Regions from separate parts of the Zea mays genome. Here region 2 is linked to region 1. Evidence: chromatin contacts called from public Hi-C data. All regions are on one chromosome and are shown on one strand. The core of a region is the stretch at or near the end of the contact, and the rest is flanking DNA. Distances in the headings are between cores, read along the strand shown.

Region 1 (5,465 bases), core at 2,206-4,705:
AGTGTCCTGATCACCGCCCTGGTTCCTTCGAGAAAGGCGAGCCCCAACATCTAATTTCCTATGTTTTGTAGTAATTTAATTTATTCACTACTTGTCTACGATTGTTGCATTAGGTGTAGAAGTTGTTTGCAAACAATTGTTGTATTTATCCTTAACTACCTTGTTTACCCTATCCTTGCCACCTGGTTAATTTAAGTACGCTTAAAAAATGCTTAGACCTGCTTAGACAGTAGAAGTCGGTGATTTCCTATCACATGCGAGATATAGGTGGTTACCTCATGCTTGGTTTGGATAAAGTCATCAGGTAATATCCATGGTAGTGTAAAGGTTAAAATTGAGATCGGACAGAGTCTTATGGGGAATGTAGGCCATAGTGATCCCGTCTATGTCAATTAAGGATCGTACCGTTGTGGTCCCTCGAGTCATGTTCAATTTATGCCTAAACACTTGACCAAATAATTTGTTTCGACCGCAAATCCAGAACAACATTCCAACCGGATCGACCTCGCGGTGCACTTATTGGTGTGAGTGAGGAGTGACAGGGACACAACGAGATGACCCATGGTGTATGGTACACCCTGACCCTCTAGTAGTCGGGCGGTCCCTAGGTATGGTGACCCTTGTGGAATCCACGATGTGCAGCGAGGCTACTGCTAGAATGAGTGAGGTGGTGATTGTATCTCACGAGGTATTGTGGGTATGATTTGTGTTAGAACTACCCCGCCAACTAGCCAGTAAACCATTTGAATTGCCATCACTCCTGGATAGTTGGCACTTGACTTGAGCTATTTCATCGTAAAAAGAACTATGATTTCTATGAGAATGAAGAGAGGGATTAAGAATGATGATACTTATGCTTCAAAATCAAGGGTTGGGTTAATCTTGTTTGATTAAACATCAACAGTCTTTCTTAACTTGATTCTTCAATAAAGTTACAATTAGACTTATAGTGAAATTGGCAATGAACAATTAGAGAATCATGTGCAAACCTAGTTCTACAGCGGAACATGTACTAACATTGAACTGCTAAAAGTGGATAAATGAACTTGATACCCTTTTAAGCTGTTAATAACTTCATTAACTCATGTTACTCTTACAAAGCAAAGAGCCAACCCCAGATAAAGTTTTGCATAATCCTTTGGAGTCCTTTACCTTCTTATTTCCTGGTTTTGGACGGGTCAGTCTAGCTGAGTACATTCCAGTACTCAGGGTTCTACTCCCAATGTTGTTGCAGATGGCCAAATGTTCTATGGATATTGTGAGCACTGCTTATACCTGGCTACAGGAGATGACTAGGCCATGGGCATGGCTTCTCCATTATCTTCTAATGCTTTTGGTGGGTTGACACAACCCTAATGTTCACAATGTATTTTGGAAACCCACATGTGTGGTGGGTGCTACTTGAATAACTGCTTCTGCTAAAACTAATCACTACGGTGATGCTACTTTTATGTTATTTGGGCCTTCGTGCCGACTAAGTTGTAATAACTTTATTCACTTCGATCTATCTTAAATTCCATGGAATATTGTGTCACGTGATACCGTGAATGTTAATTTATTACGATCTTGGTTGAGAAAGAAAAGTTTGAGATCCTTCACGATTTCATTGGACCACTGGGTTTATATGTGTTCAAGTGTGGGAAATCACTGTCGGGCAGATGGTTTTCATACTTGACCTCTTATAGATCTGGTCGAGTTGCTGCACATGCGAACCGTGGAGAGTGGAGACGTGGAGTCTATAATCCAGTCTAACTGTGCGAGTGCGATGGCCCATGAGCCCATCAGGGCACATCTGCTTCATTCGTTATGCTCGACGGCAGTTGGAAATGGACTGATGCCCAACACTCCAATGACTTGAGCTAGTCCCCTCCATAACCTAGCAGTAGCAGTAACCGTCAGGCGCCTTTCTCCACTCTCCTCGGTGGCGGCGCCCGCATGCCCGGAGGCCTAGGCCCTCTCCTCGAAGGCGCTCGTCGGTCCTTTGCCGCTCGGGTAAATTGGGTATACCCGAACCCGAAATTGCGGGTAGTGTTTTTTGTTGGCTGTTATTGAGTAACAATTTCTATTACCCGAATTTATCAAAACCCGAACTACCCGACCCGAACCCGAACACCCAGTCTTAGTATTATTAGAGGCACCAGACCGATCTGACATGCCATCGAACCTCTGCCACATCAACCTAGTTGTTGGAGTTGGAGATTACCGTTTTTCTATCAGACGGTCCAGTGCACCATCGGACCGGGCGACACGCTAGCAGTTAGCTCCTCTTTGGCTTCAAAAATAACCTCTCTGAAAAGTGGTGTGACGACCCACGTGATCGGTCCAGTGCTCTAGCCGTCGGAGACCAGTTCCAGACCCCTCTACGCATCTGGTCCGGTGGACCACCGGATCGGTATGATGTGCCTCTACATAGACCAAGTTTGGCCAAACTTGAGCATTTTTTCTTCAAACGAGTTTGGCTAAACTTGAGGGTGTTTCTATGACTTAGACAAACATATCTAGTGACTTTCCAACTAGTATAAGCCATGAAACATGGTTGTTTAATTTTCTCCAACTCATATTCCTTTTCTAGCTTAAATTGGTTCAAAGTGGACAGTTGAAACAGAGCTATCCAACCTCTTTAATCTATCGAATATGTTCTTAGAGGTATTTAGAATTTATCCATAGTATAGAACTATTGCTAGTTCTTTTATCCCAAGATTTATCCCTCTAAGGCTGGATTTAAACGGTTTCTGACTTAGAAACTCTGAAGTCAATCTTATAAACCTATGAATCAAATACTTGTCAGACTAGTCAGTCTATATCATTGTAATGGTCATTAAACAACAAAATTAATATAGAAAATGATTTAAAGTCATTTCTCTTCTAAGTAGTCACGAGGAAAGAAAGAAAACACAAACCGAGAAAGAAGAGAGAAATACAATAAATTGATACGTTGTGTAACGAGTGATAGTGTGGGTATTTTATTTCTAACTTCAACAATTTAAGTTTGTTGGAGCATCCTTGAGGAGCTCTACTAAAATAGTGAATCTAACCATAGATCTACTCTAATCCAAATTTTATAGAGCTAGACGATTCGTGTAACTTTTCGTGAAGTAAATCTATTTTTAATAAATATAGTGCTGATTTTTTTTAATAAATATAGTGTTGATGGAGCTATCCTAAATAGATCCTAAATATTTATGTTTTGGATTAGAATTTCTCGAGGCCAAGGTAGTACCTAAACCATTCTTCTACTTCTTTGTATTAAACAATCCAAATTATTTTTACCACCGTTTCAGGGTTTTTTTCAATATTATTATACTGTTTTCTTTTCGGGGAAAAATCCAGGTCTGAACTCAGCACAAGTTTAAATTAAAAGTTGACGCTACGACCAAGCAAATATGCCATCCAGAAAGGTCTATTCTGCAAAAAAGAACACACCGTAAGCTCCCGTCCCGGACGGGGAAGACCTCGTGCTGCCGCCAGATCTAACCAAACCCCGCGCCCTCCTCACCGTCCGGCGAGCTACGGACTCAGCAGATCACCGTCGCTCGAGTTGTACCTGAAGGCGCGCCCGTGGAACCGGCCGCGAGATAAGGGCGGCGGGAAGGCGGGCGACGATGCCGGTGGCAGCGTCGGCCATCTACTTCCTCAACCTTCGCGGGGACGTCCTCATCAACCGCCTCTACCGTGATGATGTTGGGTATGTTGTGCCGCGGTGGGCTTGGAGCGCTAGATCTACGGCCCTGGGAGGGACCGATTAGTTCGCTTCTAGCTCGCATCTTCGTAGATCGCGATTATATAGTTTCATCCATTTTTCTTGTTGAAAATTCCGCTTGGACCGAGATGGGAAGCAGTCCTAGCTGATCTGATTCGTTAGCTGCTAAAATTGGGTCGTGTCACAGTCATGCCGAGCGTTACATTTTTGGAAGGATGCTTAATTCTCGGTATGCTTGCTCTCTGGAATCTAGAAAATAGATTATTAATCACTTAATCGGTGAATTCGTTAGATTCACCTAGAGTGCTTCACCTAGGACTGTCTAAAAGATGTGTCTGTGTACTAGGCTACTAGATTTTTTTTCCAGACTATCCACAACTTGTTTATCCCAACTTGCTTAGGGACTAAATTTTGTTGTAGCGAATCAGCGAGTGCTCACAAAGTCGATTGCTGCATAGTTGACTTGATCATTCATAGTGCGATTTTGCATTAGTGATATCTGCAGAGAAAATTTATGAACTGAACCCCATTTTGACAGCTTGAGTCTGAAACAATCTTTGTTTGTTATACATTCGTACCAAGCGATATTGTTTCACTTACACTAGTATAAGGCATATATTCAGTAAGTCATTTTATTTCCTTTTTTAAAATGGCTTATTTTTCATGACGACGCTAATTTACTACCACCATCTGTTCCCTTGTTTCTACTATTTTATATTTATTTGGCATCATTTTGGTGCCTTTATTCACATGTTTTGTTTACTTTATCTTGATCAACATAAATTTAGTGACTAGTGTTTTCATGTATGTTTATGCAGGGGAAATATGGTTGATGCGTTCAGAATGCATATCATGCAAACAAAAGAACTTGGCACATGCCCTGTTCGTCAAATAGGAGGCTGCTCCTTCCTTTATATGAGGATCAGTAATGTTTACATTGTGATCGTAGTTAGCAGCAATGCTAATGTTGCATGTGCTTTCAAATTTGTTGTCGAGGTATGCTACCCTTTCTGTGATATGCATGCATTAAAACGAAAATTGCATAGTCCATGAAATCATATTACAGTCTTGGTTTAGGAGTTTGAAATACAAATATTAAAATGACAGTTTTTATGAATTCCACCTACCTGTTTTGCATGTTATTTTTCTAGAATGAAAGGAGGAATCAGCCACTTATTTTGCTCGCTATTGCATTCCATTTCCATTATTTTCATAATCATAACCAAGTCCGTGCATATAATGTTGCAGATATGCGTAGAGAAAATATAGAGTAGGTGGGTAAAAATTTGTGAGACTCAAAGAGGAACCGATTTGTCACTTTGAGCTATACAAATTTTATGAGTTGCCTGATAAACATTGTTCTGTGATATTTCAAGAGAGTTAAAAAAAGGATCCATGAGCTTAGTTTATTATGCCATCTAGGTTGGCTTTACTTTGCAAATAGAACTTTTTTTTTGCTAACAGTGGGTATTCATGATATGCTAGTAACCTTGGAACACAAAAAATCTTACGGTTTCTTGTGCTTGTGCGCTTCATTATTGTTTATATTTGTTGACATATTCTAATAGGACTACTGTGATGTAGTCTGCTTTGTATGATTTCATGAGCACTTGTTTAGAACTTTGAATGAAACCACAACCCTTCTCATATGAACAAGTTAGCATGATTTAAAAATTAAATTTAGCTATTAGTTCAATGTGAAGAACTTTAAAAATGTCCTGTTGTTTTCTAAATAACTCGCGGTGATTTATCTCATTCTGTATCA
Region 2 (5,465 bases), core at 1,565-4,064, 270 kb after region 1:
TCCACTCCACCGACGTCCTGGAAAAGCAGAGGCCAGACAGAGCCCAAAACGTTGCGTGAATTGCGCACCAGTACTCCCCAAGCCTGGGGGTGGGGGGCTTGATCTCCAGCTTGACAAGCATCAGTACTAACAGCAAGCTAAAACTAACGGCCCTAGGACATAACTATGTGTTTGTTTCTTTCCGGCAAAGTCAATTTACGACCTAACCCCAGCCACAAACTGGCGTATGGAAGAAGAAGAAGAAAAAAAATGCAAAAGTTTATATGGCCACCCAAATCGTTGTGCTACGAAGCTTGAATGAAATGGCGCGTTGTCCCAGTGGTCAGTTGGCGGCATTATTGAGCAGCAGCAAGGCACTGGTCACCTAACGAAACCAAACACCTCCAGAGGGTAACCAGACCATACTATAATTCGGACGGACAGGAAGCACACAATCGTGCTGGATTGGTCACACTACCCTTTCTCAAGTTAAAACGCACACATCAGCAGATGATTGTTCTAAGTTGACAGCTAGTAGAAGCAAGTGCTGAGACTGACTCACTTCTCAGCCGGAGGGAAAAAAAAACCCTATTGTATAAGACTTGGCTCACTAATGCTGGGAGAATTCTCTGAACTGGAACCCAACCGTGTGGGAAAATGAGTGGCAAATGGAAGAAAGAGGTTAAAAAAAAGAGTGTTTCAAGCCCTATACAACTTCATCCAAGTAGAAACACCGAGCAGTGGCAGTTGCTGAGGATGGGTTTCTGCAGCCTCCTGTGCTACCCACAATTCACATCAACCGATGGAAACGGGATGAGATCTGTAGATTTTGGTACTGGCACCTTGGTCTTCACCGGAAGCACACACACAAAAAAAGTATCCATGTAATCAGACGAAGAACCACCGAGGATCAATTGCCTCACATTGGAAGAATCGAATCCTTTCCCCTGCCGCTCCTGCTGCTGAAGCACGATCTTCCAACGGCCGGCAACCGCTTGCTCGCCGCGTCCGGCATTGCACGGCCGCTGCGGCCGCCGTCCTTGCTGTGCTCCCCGTGGCACGGGCACCGTCCCGACGAACCCGCCAGGAGGCCGCTCTCCCGGGCCATCGTCAGCTCGTCCTCCAGGCTCGCCTGCAGCACGTCGGCGATGGACATGCGGCCCTCGCGGTGCGTGTCGGACAGCGACGACGCCGCCCTCACCGCCGGCAGCGCGCAGTCTTCCTTTATCTCCGCATTGCCGCTGCCCTCCTCCGATCTCTCCGGGCAATCCTTCCGCGCCAGTGCATCCTGGCCGTCGTCACCGCCGCTGCCGCTGACCGCATTCTGGCTCTGGCTCTGCGGTGCGCCACGCACTGGGTCCGAGGAGGGGCCGCCCACCGTCAGGACCAGCTCGGGGTTGTCTCTCCTCCAGTCGCGGTCCTCCCGCGGGGCGCGGCGCTCCGGCTCCGGCTCCGGCGACACCGCCCCGACGCCGACGGTGACGAAGGCGATGTTGCAGCGGCAGAGCGGGCAGCTGGAGTGCGACTTGAGCCACGTGTCGATGCACGGCAGGTGGAACGCGTGGCTGCACTTGGGCAGCAGCCGGAGGCTCTCGCCGTCTCGGAACTCGCCGAGGCAGACGGAGCAGTCGGTGCTGTCCACGAACCCGTCGCCGCGCTTGTACTTGCAGATCGTGATCTTGTTGATCAGGGTCTCGTCCAGCCCGTCCGGCGGCATGGCGCCCCACGGCACCTGAGCCCCTGAATCGCCGCCGCCGCCGCCGCCGCCGCCGCCGCCACGGCCGCGGCCGCGGCCCCTGCGGGAACCGAAGACCATGTTCCGCAGGGAGCTGAAGGTGCCACAGTACTTGGAGATGACGGTGTAGTAGCTGACGAGGAGGAAGGCGCTGGCGAGCAGGCCGATGATGGCGATGACGAGGGGCGAGAAGGTGGGGCCGGAGGAGTCGTCGTCGCCGCCGCCGCCGCCGGGGCCGGCGATGTCGAAGGCCGGGGGCGGGGGCGGGAAGACGAAGTAGCACCACTGCGGGCAGTACATGCTGCACAGGCCCTGGGAGCAGTCCCTGGTTGGCTCATAGGGCAACCACGTCGGCTGCGGCCCAGCAATTGTCGCAGGAGGAGAAGACGCCACTGCCGCCATGGGAGACGACGGAAGCACACGGTGACAACAACCAACCCCGGCCGGTGGGCTGAAAGGGAAGGAAAGGATAAAGAAACAGAGCCCCAGTGCTTATAAATCTCAGCTACCTCTATCTCAAATATTGAGACAATCCCTCCTGAGACTGCCAGGCTCTAGCAGCTCACTGGAGAACGGCATTATCGTGAGTTTCTGCTCCAAAATCCAAATAATTGTGCCCATATGATATGATGGAAGCAAGAGAGGTAGCTACGGATTAGGTGCCTGTGCTCGTATCTACGCAGCTGAGCTTTCCAGGAGCTGGGAAATGTTGAGCGGAGAAGGGGGACACAGATCACGAGATGCTGCCAGCGTGAGCCATGAGCCGGCCTCCGAGGAATTGATGCTACGGAGTACACATCAGTGAGACCAAACCATACGCGACTCGGCGACTGGGTAGAGACTGACAGGGAGGGGGAAGTATTTCGCGAGCGGTAGAGGCGGACAGGGAGTGGGGGAGGAGGAGATGGTGGTGGTGGTTGGGTGCTGGGCCGACGCTGCCGCTCTGCTTTCGTTTTCTTTTCCTCTCTGCAGCTGCCATTCATGGCCTCCCTTTACCTAGTTTGTCTCCCTTGGCAGACATGAGAAAGGGAGTGCTCGGATGAAAGGACGACAGAAGTAGAAGTACGTGAATTCGGATGAAATAAATAGAGTTGTTTCAGCAACAATGCAATTTATTTCTCATGCCTCATAATTTTCTCCATCATGCTTGCATCCCATATCAGTCGTCGCCAATTTTCGAACCACGGCTTTTGCTGGCGGGAGGATGTTTTTGACAGCACGGCACGAGCTATCCCCAATTTGTACGCACAAATAGATCGATTTAAAGGGACGTTTGAATGTACTAGATCTAATAATTAATTAGCTGCTAAAATTAGTTAAAGATATGTAAAAAGTCTACCTAATAGTTTATCTATTAGTTATTTTTAGCAAATTAGGTAATAGTTATCTAGTTATTTATTAGCTAGTCTAATTTCACTAGGAATTTACTCTTATATATTGTTTTTGGGCACTATAACAATTGAGTGCTTGCTAGATAGGTCCTTTCTTAAAAGAACCAAGCCGGAAAGCTATCGGTTACATTAATAAAAGAAGGTCTAGATTAGGCAAACAACAGAGTAACAATGAAAGACGGACTCATAGCTAGTTCGTGCTGAAAATTAGCTACAATTGGCTAGCTATTTGACTAACTAGTTACAACGTTAAGTAAAAATAGCTCACCTATTAGCTTTTCTGTCATATCCGCTATAGATAATTTTGACTGATTTTTAGCCATCTAACAGTTAGCTTTGTGCCAAACAGACCCTTAATCAACACAAAAGTCAGAGGTTATCTTTATTATCTAAAAATAGGTCACACTGGTCCTAGGTCTTGGTTGAAGCAACTCATGATAGGAGCCACTGATGAATATTGTAGAACTAGGCGACTAGACCACAAGTTAGTTTAATGCAATGGACCAGATCATCAAGGCCGAACTGATTCAACAGGCAGTGTGTTTATTTTCTTTTGGATGGCATGAACAAATCATTGCCAATCAGTGGGGTCAGCAGTGTGACAGCAACATGAAGCGAAGATGGTGACAGAAAAAAATTGGGGGCCATGCAGGCCAAGGGAGATGTGCAGTTCTATTCATTTGAAAGATTAAGGCCACCTAATTTTGGGTGCTTTTGATTTTGGAAGATGACCAGCAGAACAGTGCAAAACGACGCTCAATGTTTTCTCGTACTTATGTAACCACGGAAGTTCACCTAAGCATCAGCATCAGTGTGGAATACCATACAGGCGGGTGCAAATAGAGTGGAGAAAGAAAAGGCTATCGCCGTGCCAAAGAAAATAAAGTGAATGGAACTACAGCAGCTCGCTGAAGGCATAATAAACACATAAACAACTGCAGAAAAGAACTACTAAAAAAGCATTTGTACTATGGCAATATCTAATGCACCCGACAAGGTGATATCGAATGCATCCAGTAACAGCGTGCACACATCTTTTCTAACCCATCGTCTATTTCTATTATTCCGTCCATACCATTTTGTCCTTTTGTTTTTTTCTTCACAAAAAGATCTTATCAAGAATTTCACAACCCTGAATATAGTTTATATTTTCTCAAATTTTAAGAGTTCCGACAGGAAACAGAATCAATTTAGTATTGACCAAATTCGTACCGCCACACCGTCAGAATGAAATTTATAGTTCCTGCACAGATCACAATTATTAGCTTTATTTTATTTTGCCTTGTCATATCATGTGGACGCACGTAGTCAACTATGTTAATGGAAGATTGGTTGGAGTAGAAAGATATCATATATTGGAGAACACGAGGCAAACGATCATCATGTTGTCTTCTTTTCCCAAAACCACTAGTCACATTAATAAGGTCAGAGCATTCACTTGTGCTTTCATGTTAAGAACAAAGCAAGCTGTCCCAGAATATAAGGCGTGACTATTTTTTGTTCTTGTCCTATAATATAAGACGTGTTCTCTGTATACAAATGTATATCGATATAGTGTTATAGAGAGAATTAAATATATTCCTTGGTCTTTAAATCAGATGTGGTTGCCTTGTATACTGCAAAGTAAACTAACCCCATAATCATCTCTGTGCTGTAGATTTCAGGTTTGCGTCATATCAATCTGACCCAATATCGCACTTTGAAGTCTGCTGTTTTACTCCTCGAATGAGTTAGAGATGGACTCCACTCCTGCATTCCTCATTACCCACCTTAAGAGCTGACAACATGGAAAACTATTACGGTTAGAGTGAATCTTTTTTTTTTGATGAATCGGTTAGAGTGAATTCATGCTGTGATAAATAGCCGGTATATGCATAATGCTGCTTTAAGTGTAGCACTTTTCCCCTGTTTTTTTTTCTGGAAAAATCACGATTCTTTTTCTCAAATTAGCAAGAGAGTTGTGTGTCTTTATATTAAGAAGGTGAAAAGGGGCGTAAAAAACCCCTAGCAAAAGAAAACAACCCAGGCATGATAACTCTCTTATCTGTAGTTCTGTACCATATGAAACCAAACATAACTGATACAGCTGAACAGGACCTTGGAGGTGTAGCATACACTCATCCATCGAGATAAAAAAAATTCTGGTCGAAATTTCAGTGAATAAAAATGGGAAAAGTTATAAGCTTGCCCTAGACAGAAATGTGGAACGATCTTGATAGTGTGTGTGTGTATATATATATAGTGCACAGGGGATAAATCAATAGCATGATGGCAATGTGAGGATGGAAAGAACCAAGGAAGTAATCAGATCCATGGGTTAAATCATTGCTTAGCTGGAAAAGCAACGACAAGGGCAACCA

The links. Hi-C and Micro-C count contacts between places; a contact is called where the count stands out from the background.
Region 2: a contact with region 1 is called in a Hi-C map of leaf, with 2.9 times the contacts expected there. The contact joins the promoter of LOC103627577 here to the promoter of LOC100283476 in region 1. A contact is called at or near these places in 2 of 25 Hi-C or Micro-C datasets (ear and leaf).

Annotation. Positions count from the first base shown.
Region 1 is chr5:206,455,069-206,460,533 of Zm-B73-REFERENCE-NAM-5.0, forward strand. It overlaps LOC100283476, which reads left to right and starts at 3,456. Exons shown (of 13, transcript NM_001156376.1): 1 at 3,456-3,685; 2 at 4,519-4,696. The coding sequence starts at 3,603.
Region 2 is chr5:206,720,919-206,726,383 of Zm-B73-REFERENCE-NAM-5.0, forward strand. It overlaps LOC103627577 (E3 ubiquitin-protein ligase Os04g0590900), which reads right to left and starts at 2,815. Exons shown (of 1, transcript XM_008647878.4): 1 at 386-2,815. The coding sequence starts at 2,116. The coding sequence ends at 899.